Linked DNA regions of Mus musculus: region 1 is linked to region 2. The links are chromatin contacts, called in public promoter capture Hi-C maps. All regions are on one chromosome and are shown on one strand. Each heading gives the region's core, a stretch centred on a gene start, on an enhancer-like site or on the middle of the called end of the contact. The rest is flanking DNA. Distances are from core to core; before and after follow the strand shown.

Region 1 (6,288 bases), core at 2,137-4,636, 89 kb after region 2:
CTGCTGCTGTGTTCCGGCTTGTCTCCTATGATTTGAATTCTCCATTCAGATTTACAGATTTTCTGGTATAAACGCCTTTGTAGTAGTGCTGTCTGTCTCTCAGAGTTTGGAGAAGACCCTCTTAGGTTGGATCTTAGTTCTTCTGTGAGTCCCAAACTTCTCTGCTTCTTCAGGCAGATGTCAGGACACTATTCAAGTCTTTACTTGCCATTTCTATATTTTTCCCTCTTTCCTTTCTATCCTTATGGGATTTTTTCTTCTGTGTGGTTTGTTTTCCTTCATCTCACCTTTTTCTCAAAGTATGTCTTATCCATCCCATTTTCTCCTCTATAGGACAATTTTGGTCTGAGTCAATTTCATTTTTTTTAATATTTTATTAGGTATTTTCCTCATTTACATTTCTAATGCTACCCCAAAAGTCCCCCATACCCTCCACCACCCACTCCCCTACCCACCCACTCCCACTTTTTGGCCCTGGCATTCCCCTGTACTGGAGCATATAAAGTTTGCAAGTCCAATGGGCCTCTTTCCAGTGATGGCCGACTAGGCCATCTTTTGATACATATGCAGCTAGAGTCAAGAGCTCCAGGGTACTGGTTAGTTCATATTGTTGTTCCACCTATAGGGTTGCAGATCCCTTTAGCTCCTTGGGTACTTTCTCTAGCTCCTCCATTGGGGGCCCTGTGATCCATCCAAAAGCTGACTGTGAGCATCCACTTCTGTGTTTGCTAGGCCCCTGCATAGTCTCACAAGAGACAGCTATATCTGGGTCCTTTGAGCAAAATCTTTTGTTTCTATATTATCTTTTACACTTTTCTAATTGTATGTTATGTGAAAGGTATTCTTTATTAAGCTAAATTTGTGAAATTGTACTAATGTAGATGAGAAGGCCACTTGTAAACCTAACCAACAGCCACACTGCTGGCTCATGCAATGGCACCCTTACTATACAAGGCATAGTATAGCAAATCCTGGGCAAGCATTGTCTCATCTGTCCTTCATAAAAGACTGTCATATGTATGTATGTATGTATGTATGTATGTATGTATATGTATGTATATATGAAATATTATATATATGAATGTATGTATGTATGTATATATGAAATATTATATGTATGTATATATGAAATATTATATATATGACATATATGTGTGTATAACAATGCTTAACATAAATGCATATAATATGACAATAATATGACAATAATAACAGAAATTGGAAGTTAAGTGGTTCAAGGTGCTCGTTTGGAGGAGCTCTGGTATCAAGGGTATGGTTTGCCATCTGAAAACAATTTCAGCCTTGCCCTCTGAATAACATGGCTGCAGCCCCTTCTGGTATCACATAGTCATAAAATCAAAGGCACTGACATGGCAGCAGATAGGTATAGGGCATAAACATTTTCCTTAAATATTCCCTTTTCATCTGGAACAATTTGTTTTTGTTTTGTTTTCTGAGAACATACCCATCCCCCAATTCTCCCAGAAGTCATAAAGTAGAACAGAGGTTATCCCTTGAGGTCAAGGTGTATCTGAATAATATACAGATGAAGTGAGGGTAATGGTTGCGGAAGAGGCTTGCTTGTCATCTAAGTAATTATCACTCCCATCTGTGTGGTATTGTTATGAAAGTAATGCTTATAGAAGGTGAGAGATAGATGCACGATTATACAACTAGAAAGTGGAGAAAGGGAAACTTGAAACAGATCTTTCACAATCTTTCATCATCCTTGTCCTTATGCACCACATAACCAGACCTTTCTAGAGAGATTCAGCACTGTCCTCAACTCGCCGAAAAATAATTTAGCAAGAAGCCACTTAAAGTGTTCTTATTGGTATAGGTTAATCAAATTACCTACCTAAGGATAAAAGCCCAAGTTTGAGGGAGCAGCTAGGACAAAATTAATTATTGTACTGCAGGCTCAATTCTAAATGTTGCAGTTGTAACTGGAAGTTCCCTGAGGCTTATAGGAATCAGAATGAGCGTCATCAAATCCTAAGATATAGAAGTCAGAGATTTGGACCAGTGGGAAAAACAATGATGTCTCCCTTGAGGGGAAGAACTTTAATTGAATAAATAAAGATGAGAAATAGCCTAATCTGAAAAAGAAGTGAAACAAAGTGTGGGCAAAGTCTAGGCTCATCTGACATGTTCAGGAAACAGAGCTGCTGATGTGGAGATGGGGAATGGTTGATAAAACATTTAGCTGGTCACATAAATACACCAGTGGGTGCTATCTAGGAGATGGAAACCAAAAAGAGAATGGGTTCAGCAGATAATAGCATCAACTGAGTATTTACAGGGAGAAAGAACAGAACACAGCTTGTAAAAGAGTACATATCAGCCCAAAATGCACCCCTTGGTTTAATGGAATGACATGACATTTGTGGTCTTCATCCCAGATCTCCAGTCAAAGGCATGGAGTACCCCATGAAGTGTGGCACTTTCCATGTTCTTATGTATGTGCTTCCATATAAATGTACAATTAAGAAATGAGAAGTGATCTGGTAGATGTGTTTCCAACTCTTCCTAATAAATTATGACAGTATGAAAATGTTTAGATTCATATCACATTTATTTATGTGTAATTTTTGTCTATTTTTAATTAACATTTTTAGTGTTTTTAGAAAATTGGAAATATTTCCAAAATGAGTGTTCAAGATTACAATTAGCATGTATAGGTTTCTGCCAATTATAAGTCAACATAAGCAGTAGGTTGTCATTGTTTAAAGTAGGTTAATACTGGCGGTGTGATCAAGGCCATATGAAAAGTTCTTTGGGTGTGTCTTGAGACAGTAGGTTAGAATTATTTCAGATTATTATTCCTGAGAGAATCATAGTTTAAAATAATTATTAAATTAGAAAAATCAAGTGTGTTTTTTTCTCTTTCCTCTTTTGTGTGGAGGTTCTTTTGATTCCCTGTAGATCCAAAGGGAAGAAAAGACAACATCCTTTATTGTAAAGACTCCCACAGATGGTGGCTGTCCAAAGGTGGATTGAGTATCATGAAATTCATGCTGTCATTGAATGCAGTGAGAAAGGAGGAGACATGAGTGTGAGTGGTGCAGATTACAGCTAATAGATTTAAAATTGGAAATTGCTAAATTCTTGAATTTTGAATGACATCACACTCTCTAGTTGTTTCTTAAACTGAGTATTACAAGCAAGCATTTCTTTTCTAATGATGTCTTTATGAGTAAAATGTTGAATCATACAAAGAATACAAATTAAAAAGTTTGAAAAAAGAGCTGTGTGGGAGGGGCAGAGTCTTATAAAACCAGTCATTACCTTGTCCACACAGTGCCAGCTTTCCAAGAAGCATTTCCTGTGTGTCAGCCGCTCAGAAGATAACGAGGTAATACAGTGTTTCAGCAATTCCCCCGAGCATCTCTAGTGAATCCAGGGCGTCTTTCTTCTCTCCTCCTTCATAGCAATAGTTACTATATTGAGCTGTGTAGAGGGTAAGTAAAGGAATTGAACCATATTTTCTTTTTCGCTTGTTTAACTAAAGATATTTTGGTTTAAGACTTGAATTAAATTTATGACTGCTTGACTTTGAGTCTTAGAAGTCAGCAAATGCCTGTGTATCACTAGCCAAACTGAAATTGAAATGTACATCTATTGCAGTTTCAATGATAATAGTACTGAGCAGATTATATAATATGTATGTTTTATATTACCTATTGGTTTGATATAAAATCAGGCATAAATAACTACAAATATTAAAATGTTTATACTTAAAATTGAAATTAAGCATTTCATTTTTATATAAAAATAATTTGTTGTAATGTATTTATATTTATAAATATGTGAAGTTCAATTTTCACCTAAAGTTAACAGCCTGAACCTATAAAAATTAAGGAAAAATTTGGGTCAGGACAATCCAGTATCACAATGTATTTATTTGACCTAGTTCTGTAATGGATCAATTCTGTGAAAGAGAAATATCAAGTAAATTAGCTGATGGATTAACCAAACTAACAATTTAACCTTTATCAAGCAGATAATTATTCATTATGGAAACTATCAACTAAAATACTGCTACCAGTTTTTGGAAAATTTGTTTTAGTTTTGATGGTATATTTCCATATCACTACTGCCTTATCTTAGTTTTTACTGAGTTTTGAAAACAATTTAAAAACATCTTTATTATGTGTTTACACACACTAAAATATGTTTGAAACGCTGCAGAAAAATCCAATTTAACATCCAGGTCTAATTCAGAGAGGGAGTGTAGCAGGTGGTGAGCCTATGGTACCTCCCAAATTCATCACCTCTGCCAAGTTTCACCAGTGCATTTGCCAAACTTGTATTGCAGGAACCAACAAAAAGAAGAGAGAGCCCCACCCAGCAGATAATTTCCATTTATTCATCCTAATGCTAATAATAGTGTCATATTTGGAAGCATATGGAATTGTATGGCTTATTATCCTGTCATCATGCTATAACCTCATCCTATCCAAGTGTAAGATGTGGTCTTGTCCAAGAGTCAGGGACCACTATGTGTATATATATATATACTAGTTTGAAGCTTTCAAATATTATTTGAAGAATTTATAGGAAAAGTCCAGATGCTGAAATTAATTAGCTCTGCACTAATTACCTCTTCACATTTTCATTATTATAGCAGAAATCCCAAAGGAGATGGGATATGTGATTATTCCCATTAAACAAAATGTGGCAGAAGTAATTAGGTGATTGCAGTAAAGACACTACCATTTTTATGTAAATGTAATTAACAACACATCATTTAAAAATAGAATTTGGGAACAAGGGTTGTTGTTCAGATGGTGAAGTGCTTTCCTAGCATGCATGATGTCCCAGATTCAATCCCCAGGACTACGTAGATCAGGCTGGGTTGCACACAGGTGTAATCTCAGCACTTGGGAGGCAGACAAAGGAGGATCTGAAGTTCTCCATCCTTCCTGGCTGCATGCTGAGTTCAAGGACCACCTCTCTAGTTCAGAATAATTCAGGTTGTTTAGTTCAATGTTTTTATTTATTGGTAAACTAGAGGTCTGAGCACAGGCCACAGCACAGCTAGCGCTCAGTCACATCCCCAGACTGAGATGACTTCATAAAGGAGTAAATAGATCTGGAAAAATTTCACTCAACTTAGCAATGTTTTTTTTTCTCTATCAAGTTACCTGAAGTCCTAGTTTAGTATTATCTGTCCCTTCTGTGGATTGTCTTGACACTTAAGCTTTTGTAGTGCTAAAGTTTGGCTATATAGATTGTTGCACGGATTTATGAATAGGAGACATCAGAATGTACTCTCCTGGAGTTGATATTCTCCTAGTGCTGATCCCTTACTTGAATTTTCACCTAGAAACAGAAGAACAATTTTAAAGAAATGTTTTAAGGAAGTCTATGTGTGAAGCCTTATTATAATTTTAAGTCACTGGAGGAGAATTTAATTTCTGAACTACCTGCCTTAATCTGGCATCTGAGGTAAAAACAAGTAGGAAAGCAAAACTGCTTTCTTTTACATTAATAAACTTTCAAGGGGGAAATGCAGATGTGCTTCTTTGCTGATTTCTTTTTAAACTTCCCTTTTCTAGTATTTCTCAATATATCAGTTCCATAAAGCTGAAAGCCATAGTGAAGGCTTGCATCAGCACTGGAAGGATTCAACCACCCAGAAGTCAGTGGCAGATGTTAGCCTGCATCTTTGTGATATTACGGTGAACTGTGGGGCCTCAGAAAAGCTGCTTAACCTCCAGGAGCTTTTGAATGTGGTCTGTAGAACAGTCAGTCATATCCACCCCATAGAGTCACAAAAAAGTTAAACAAAAGTATGGGTGCAACACACAAGCCTGGTGACCTGAGTTCTGTCCCCAGAACCCATGTAGACTTGGAAGGAGAAAGCTGGCTTCGTAACGTTGTCCTCTGACACTCATCTAATGACATGTGCACTCTTGCTCATACTTACGTGCCCCCTGCCCCAACACACACTCATAAATTAAGTGAAGAGACAAGGGAATGGAAAAGTGTTGAAGGAGCACAGTTTAATTTATTTAATTTGTCTTTACAAAATGCACTAGCATTTTGTTATAAATGACAACTTTTGGTGCAAATTCTTCTCTTTTCCACAGCACTTCTGTAGAAAGTCAAGACAGTAGCTACAGTCTTGCTTCATCCAGGGAACTCCCCACTACAGTTCTGGAAACTCTTTCTCCCAGAAAGTTTACAAAGACCTGAGTGTTGTCATTGTTTGGTATATTTATTTATTTCCATAATTATAGGTTATTTTATATGATGATGAAAGAAAAATAGACAGCTAGGAAA
Region 2 (5,718 bases), core at 301-2,800:
AGTCATCAAGACTTTCAATGTAATAATATATTATTCTATAATATATAATATTATAGAATATATAATATATGTTATATCAATGTTATTAATGTTATTATGTTATTAATATAAGTATAATACAATAAATTATTAGTATAGTATATTATATAATACAGTGTTTTTATACACTACTATGTCACTGTAATGAGCATACTATTTAAAAAGGCAAAGTTGTGGTGGGGGTGAAGGTTGAAAGGGGACATTAAAATTATTGGGGCTTAGACTATAGGCAAGATGCTATTTTATATTACATCACCAAATTGAATTATTATTTAATCGATGCAAAATTTAGCCACAAAAATTTAACCTGGTTCAAGGTCACAGCTAGTAGAATTGCCCAGCTGGAATGTAACCCTAGATGTAGTAAATTATTCTTTATTTTATTTCCAGGTTACATATAGTCCAAGCAATGGGAGCCCAGATGCAAACTTGTCATGTGAAACAGCAGTTCATACTTGGCTCACCCCCTGCTTCTTCTCACACTCACTGCCAGCAACAGCACTCAGCTGCTTTGAGCCATGTTTCTTGTCTCTGAATATCTAACCATCATTCAGCTTTGATGCTACTCAGCTTTGAATGAAATTACTCAACTTTGTCTTTTGCTTTTGAGACTATATTTAGATATCTCTTCTCATGAAATCATAGTATATCTCTTGACTATTCTGCTTTTCATAACACTCCCTAAAGCCCCATCTTTTTCCCTTTAGAGGAATATGTCTTACCTTTTATTTACCTCAGTGTTCAGCATTTATCACAACCAAGAGCAACCTATCCCCAGATGCTCTAGCAGTTGTCTTATGGCACATTTCACAGCATGTCTTTGTTTTATGATGTCAATGATGATGACACACATTACCTTTATCTCTGTTTGTTTTCTGTTTTCCTATCACTGACTTATTTCTCTTATGATGATGGCAGCTGCCTTTCCCCATATGTTCAATGTATTAGTCAGAGAAGATATTCATTTTAGAGAATCTTGAATGATCAAAAGTATTCAATATTTGCATTATGCCATACAATTAAAATGAAAGGAATTCTAGAATACAAGGAATAATGTATGAGGTCAACCAGAATCAATAATATAAGCTTGCTTCTCCAGAAAGAGCCAGCTCCCTCATCCTCAGGTACAGATTCCCTGGTTCCCAATTCTGTAGAAAATGAGCCCTTGAAGGGGGGTTACTCTGCTGTCTTCCTTGTTGTCTGCTAAAATTGAAAGGGGAGAGGAATAGAGAAGTCAGCAATATCACAGACGAGCCACTAAGTTTCATGTCATTTATATACATATTTAAAATATATATGCTATAATAATATTAAAATCATTCAATTTCATGAGAACATATCCTGACAACTTTGAATTGAAATTATAGCTCATTACAAATTTTCTTCAATTTGCTTGAGCATAATTTCACTTGAATGGAGTTATCTTTAAACTATTGTGGTCATCACAATAGGAAACAGGGAGTGTCTGAGTCAGAGGCTTTATATTTCAGAGTAATGCAGGGAACTCTTCCAGACTCACCCAACCAGCTGCAACTTCCTCTATGAAGAGAGTAAGGTAAATGCTTCAGATGTCCACGGTGTAAAGCTGAGAGGGAGGGGGTGGAGTGAATCTTCAGTTCTTTTTGGTGCATGAGACATTAAATGCATCAAGCTTTCCGAAAAGTCTTCAGCTCTCTGGCTTATGGCTTCTCCCGATTCGCTTTGACTAGCGTCACAGAGAATGACATTCACCACAGTGTGGGAGATCAGCTATCAGTCAAGATTTTATGTTCATTTTTTTTTCCAAAAGATAAATGGGGAAATATGTATGAATCTAGCTTTTTTATTTTGTGTGTTCCTATTTAGGTCACTCACTATTTGTCGGAATTTACCAATGCTTTAAAATAGAATCAATCATAATGTAAGACAGTCATATGGATAAAACTTCATCAAAGTTAGCACTTTTTAAAATAAATAGAAAGGTTTGAGAATAATTCTGGAGAGCAGTAGTTGTCTTATAATATATTATTTGGAGTACTGTTGACAAAAATTAAATTCCTTTAATAGTTATGCTGTTCTTATATATGATTTAATGCAGTAATTATATAAGCTTTCTGCTAGTAATTAATTATTAGGAGCAATTAATTTTTATTGCATAGTAAAAATTACTCTAAGATTACATATGCTTTTACCATGAAGCCAAACCATATATTTTATCAACCAAGGGCCACAAATCAGAGTCATTGTATTCTATATATTATTGAAGGTGACATATGTAAGTTTTCTTGTGCTTCATTTTAAAAATAATTTCCTTGATACTTTAATTAGATTATTATAGGAAAGCTTTGGTGAAACCTGTATTTTCTTGTCGTTGCTTTACTCTTGTTTTGACACAAATATATTGACACCAGAGGAGAGACAGAAAATGTTGTTAGTGTTGAAACAGTTCACAGCTAACCAAAGCTGTGATTTTTTCATCTGAAATTTCAGAACTAAGAATGTTCATGAGAATTTTCTACTTTGTATTAAGTTTAAAATTAGAAAACGTTTCTTACTATTTTGTAATTTTATATAAAACTTAGTCTATGGAAGAAACAAGAGAATATGGTTTGGGGATTACATTAAGTTTTCCTCTCTGTAGCCAAATTCTTTTGTAATTAAAAAGTTTGTTGTTTGTTGTTTTTGCTTTTGTTTTTGTTTAGTTTTTTTTGTCACAACATGATGGGTGACACTGTAGTGGCATCTTATGTGGCTTGAGCCCAAATTACTTTCCTTTACAACTGTCTTAGTTACATAACTAAGGACCAAGTGTTTGGCATATGTTGATGATTTTCCAAACATTGTTTATTTTTATTGGCAATTTACATATTTATTTTTAAGTTGCTGCAAAGTTTTTATAGGAAGAAGGAAAAATCTTTGGATGCTAATATTTATTCATCTCTCAGCAGGGGACATCATAGCATTATTCCCCTAGTCAGCCTTAAGTAAAGTTGTCTGTTTGCCTATGGAATGCAGGTCTCCTCTACAAAGAGGAGAGGGGCTTGCATTTAATGAACATACAGTACACCAATCAACTATGCAAAATATAATTTTTCTGGAATTTATTTCAACCTGCGTGAGCCTGTTAATGTAAGAGTGATTAAATGTATTTAGGGCTATCCATCATTTTATAAGTTAAGACTTCAAGATTTATTATTGTCTGGGAATGTCTTGGCTCATCGTTTTCTGTAATTACTTTTTATCAGTATGATTTGGATGCCATGAAATCCATCATATTCAATGAAATTAGTTACACTAATTTTTTTAAATGAGAAAATTCCTGTGTTAGTTTTCTTGTCTTTTTGATATAATAACCATTTTGTGAAACATTACCACGTTGACCAAAAGTTTAGAAAAGAAAAGCTTTTATTGTTTGGAATGTAAAGAATAATGTTGAAAACTCAGAAATTATTCTCTCTTTTTTTAACTAAAAAGTGTAAATTAGCAAGACATTTGTAACCAAATGGGAGAATTGGGGTTTAACTTGAAGTAAAATTTAACCTGATAGCCTCCGCTGGCCTAAAACCCTTTTAGTTTCATTTTAATGGCTCAGCCGCCACCATGTCAGTGTGTTAAAATGTTCCCACGGACACAATATTCCTGTGAGCTCTGGATGGAGCTCCTATGTGTTTGCTGTTAAGGTGATTTCTAAGAGCAATCCCATTCATTTGCACTGAGTGTCCACTGCCAACAGGGAGTCCTGAAACTTTTGAAGACAGAGATTCTAAACACATCTTGTAGAAGAAATCCTTATGCTTCTAAAATTAATGAAAAAAAAACCTATCAGTATGTGTTTAATTTTTTGCTTCATATTTTTATTAATTTGGTTCATGATTTTTCAAGTTACAGTTGTAATACTTATTCCTAAGGCCAAAATACAATTCAGTCACATAAAGGCTTAGGGACCATAGATAGTACCAGTGTCACTCAGTGTGCAAGGCTGGCCTGTCGTCACTCACTACCAAACCCATCCAGAGCCCCAATTGTATTTTCATGTTTCTCTTTTGCTATAATGTTTTATTTGTAGTGCCACTTGGAATCACCAGTGTTCTCTGTCCTGGATGAATTGGATAAGATATGAAATCAGTTAAATAATTTCTGGGTAGTTTTATCTAATTTCAATTTTGACATTGCTAGAAAACCCAAAGATTTGTGTACTAAATTACACCATCAGACCAAAATAATGTTTTCCTTCCTTCCCTGACTTACCCTTTGTTGTTGTTCCTCTTCTTCTTTTTGTTGTTGTTGCTGATGTTGAGATAGGGACACATGGTGTAGCACTTGCTAGCCTGGAGTTTACTGTATTGACTAAGCTGGCCTTGAATTCAAAGAAGTCTGCTTGCCTCTACCTCCAGAGTGCTGGGATTTAAAGACCTGAGCTACTGGATCCAGCTTCCTAAATAATTTATAAAAGAACACAGATATTCTTTCTTGGAATAAAGTGTGTGTGTGGTGTGACTGATTTTTTTTTTTGTTTTATTGGATAGTTTATTTATTTACATTTAAAACATTACCCCCTTTCCAGGTTTCTCCTCCGGAAACTCCCTATCCCATCCCCCTCTCCCTGCTTCAATGAGGATGTTCCCCCACCCACCCACCCACTCCTGCCTCCCTGCCTTCCCACTCCCCTACACTGGGGCATTGAGCCTTCACAGGACCAAGGGCCTCTCCTCCAATTGATGCCCTACAAAGCCATCCTCTGCTACATATGAGGATGGAGCCATGGATCCTTCCTTGCCTACTCCTTGGTTGGTGGTTTAGTCCCTGGGAGCTCTGGGGGCTCTGGTTGGTTGATATTGTTCTTCCTATGGGGTTGCAAACCTCTTCACCCCCTTCAGTCCTTTATGTAACTCCTCCATTGGGGACTCCGTGCTCAGTCCAATGTTTGGCTGCAAACATCCCCCTCTGTATTTGTCACCTCTGGCAGAGCCTCTAGGAGTTAGCTATATCAGGCTCCTGTCGCATGCACTTCTTGGCATCCACGATAGTTTCTGAGTTTGGTGACTGTATAAGGGATGGATTCCCAGGTAAGGCAGTCTCTGGATGGCCTTTCCTTCAGTCTCTGCTCCACACTTTCTCTTCGTTTCTGCTTTCGTGAGTATTTTATTCCCCTTTCTAAGAAGGACTTAAGCATCCACACGTTCTTTCTTCTTCTTGAGCTTCCTGTAGTCTGGGAATTTTATCATGGGTATTCTAAGCTTTGGGACTAATATCCACTTATCAGTGAGTGCATACCATGTGTGTTCTTTTGCGATTGAGATACCTCACTCAGGATATTTTCTAGTTCCATCCATCTGCCCAAGAATTTCATGAAGTAATTGTTTTTAATAGCTGAGTAGTATTCCATTGGGTAAATGTACCATATTTTCTGTATTCATTCCTCTATTGAAAGACATCTGGTTCTTCCAAGCTTCTGGCTATTAAAAATAAGGTTGCTATGAACATATTGGAGCATGTGCCCTTGTTATATGTTGGAGACTCTTAGGGTATATGGCCAGGAGTGGTAAAGCTGGGTCCTTAGGTACTATGTCCAATTTTTTGACTGATTTCTAGAGTGGTTGTATCAGCTTGCAATTTCACCAACAATGGAGAAGTGTTCCTCTTTCTCCACATCCTTGCCAGTACCTGCTGTCACGTGAGTCTTTGATCTTAGCCATTCTG

Evidence for each region. Promoter capture Hi-C pulls out the DNA fragments that hold promoters and counts their contacts.
Region 1: a promoter capture Hi-C map of the HPC-7 cell line shows a contact between it and region 2, with 3 times the contacts expected there. The contact joins the promoter of Serpinb2 here to the promoter of Serpinb7 in region 2. A contact is called at or near these places in 7 of 39 promoter capture datasets (the HPC-7 cell line, HPC-7-derived erythroid cells, embryonic stem cells and 4 more) and 2 of 9 other capture datasets (adipose tissue and liver).

The regions. Positions count from the first base shown.
Region 1 is chr1:107,508,124-107,514,411 of GRCm38.p6, forward strand. It overlaps Serpinb2 (serine (or cysteine) peptidase inhibitor, clade B, member 2), which reads left to right and starts at 3,387. Exons shown (of 8, transcript NM_011111.4): 1 at 3,387-3,461.
Region 2 is chr1:107,421,139-107,426,856 of GRCm38.p6, forward strand. Serpinb7 (serine (or cysteine) peptidase inhibitor, clade B, member 7) reads left to right here and starts at 1,551. Exons shown (of 8, transcript NM_027548.3): 1 at 1,551-1,594.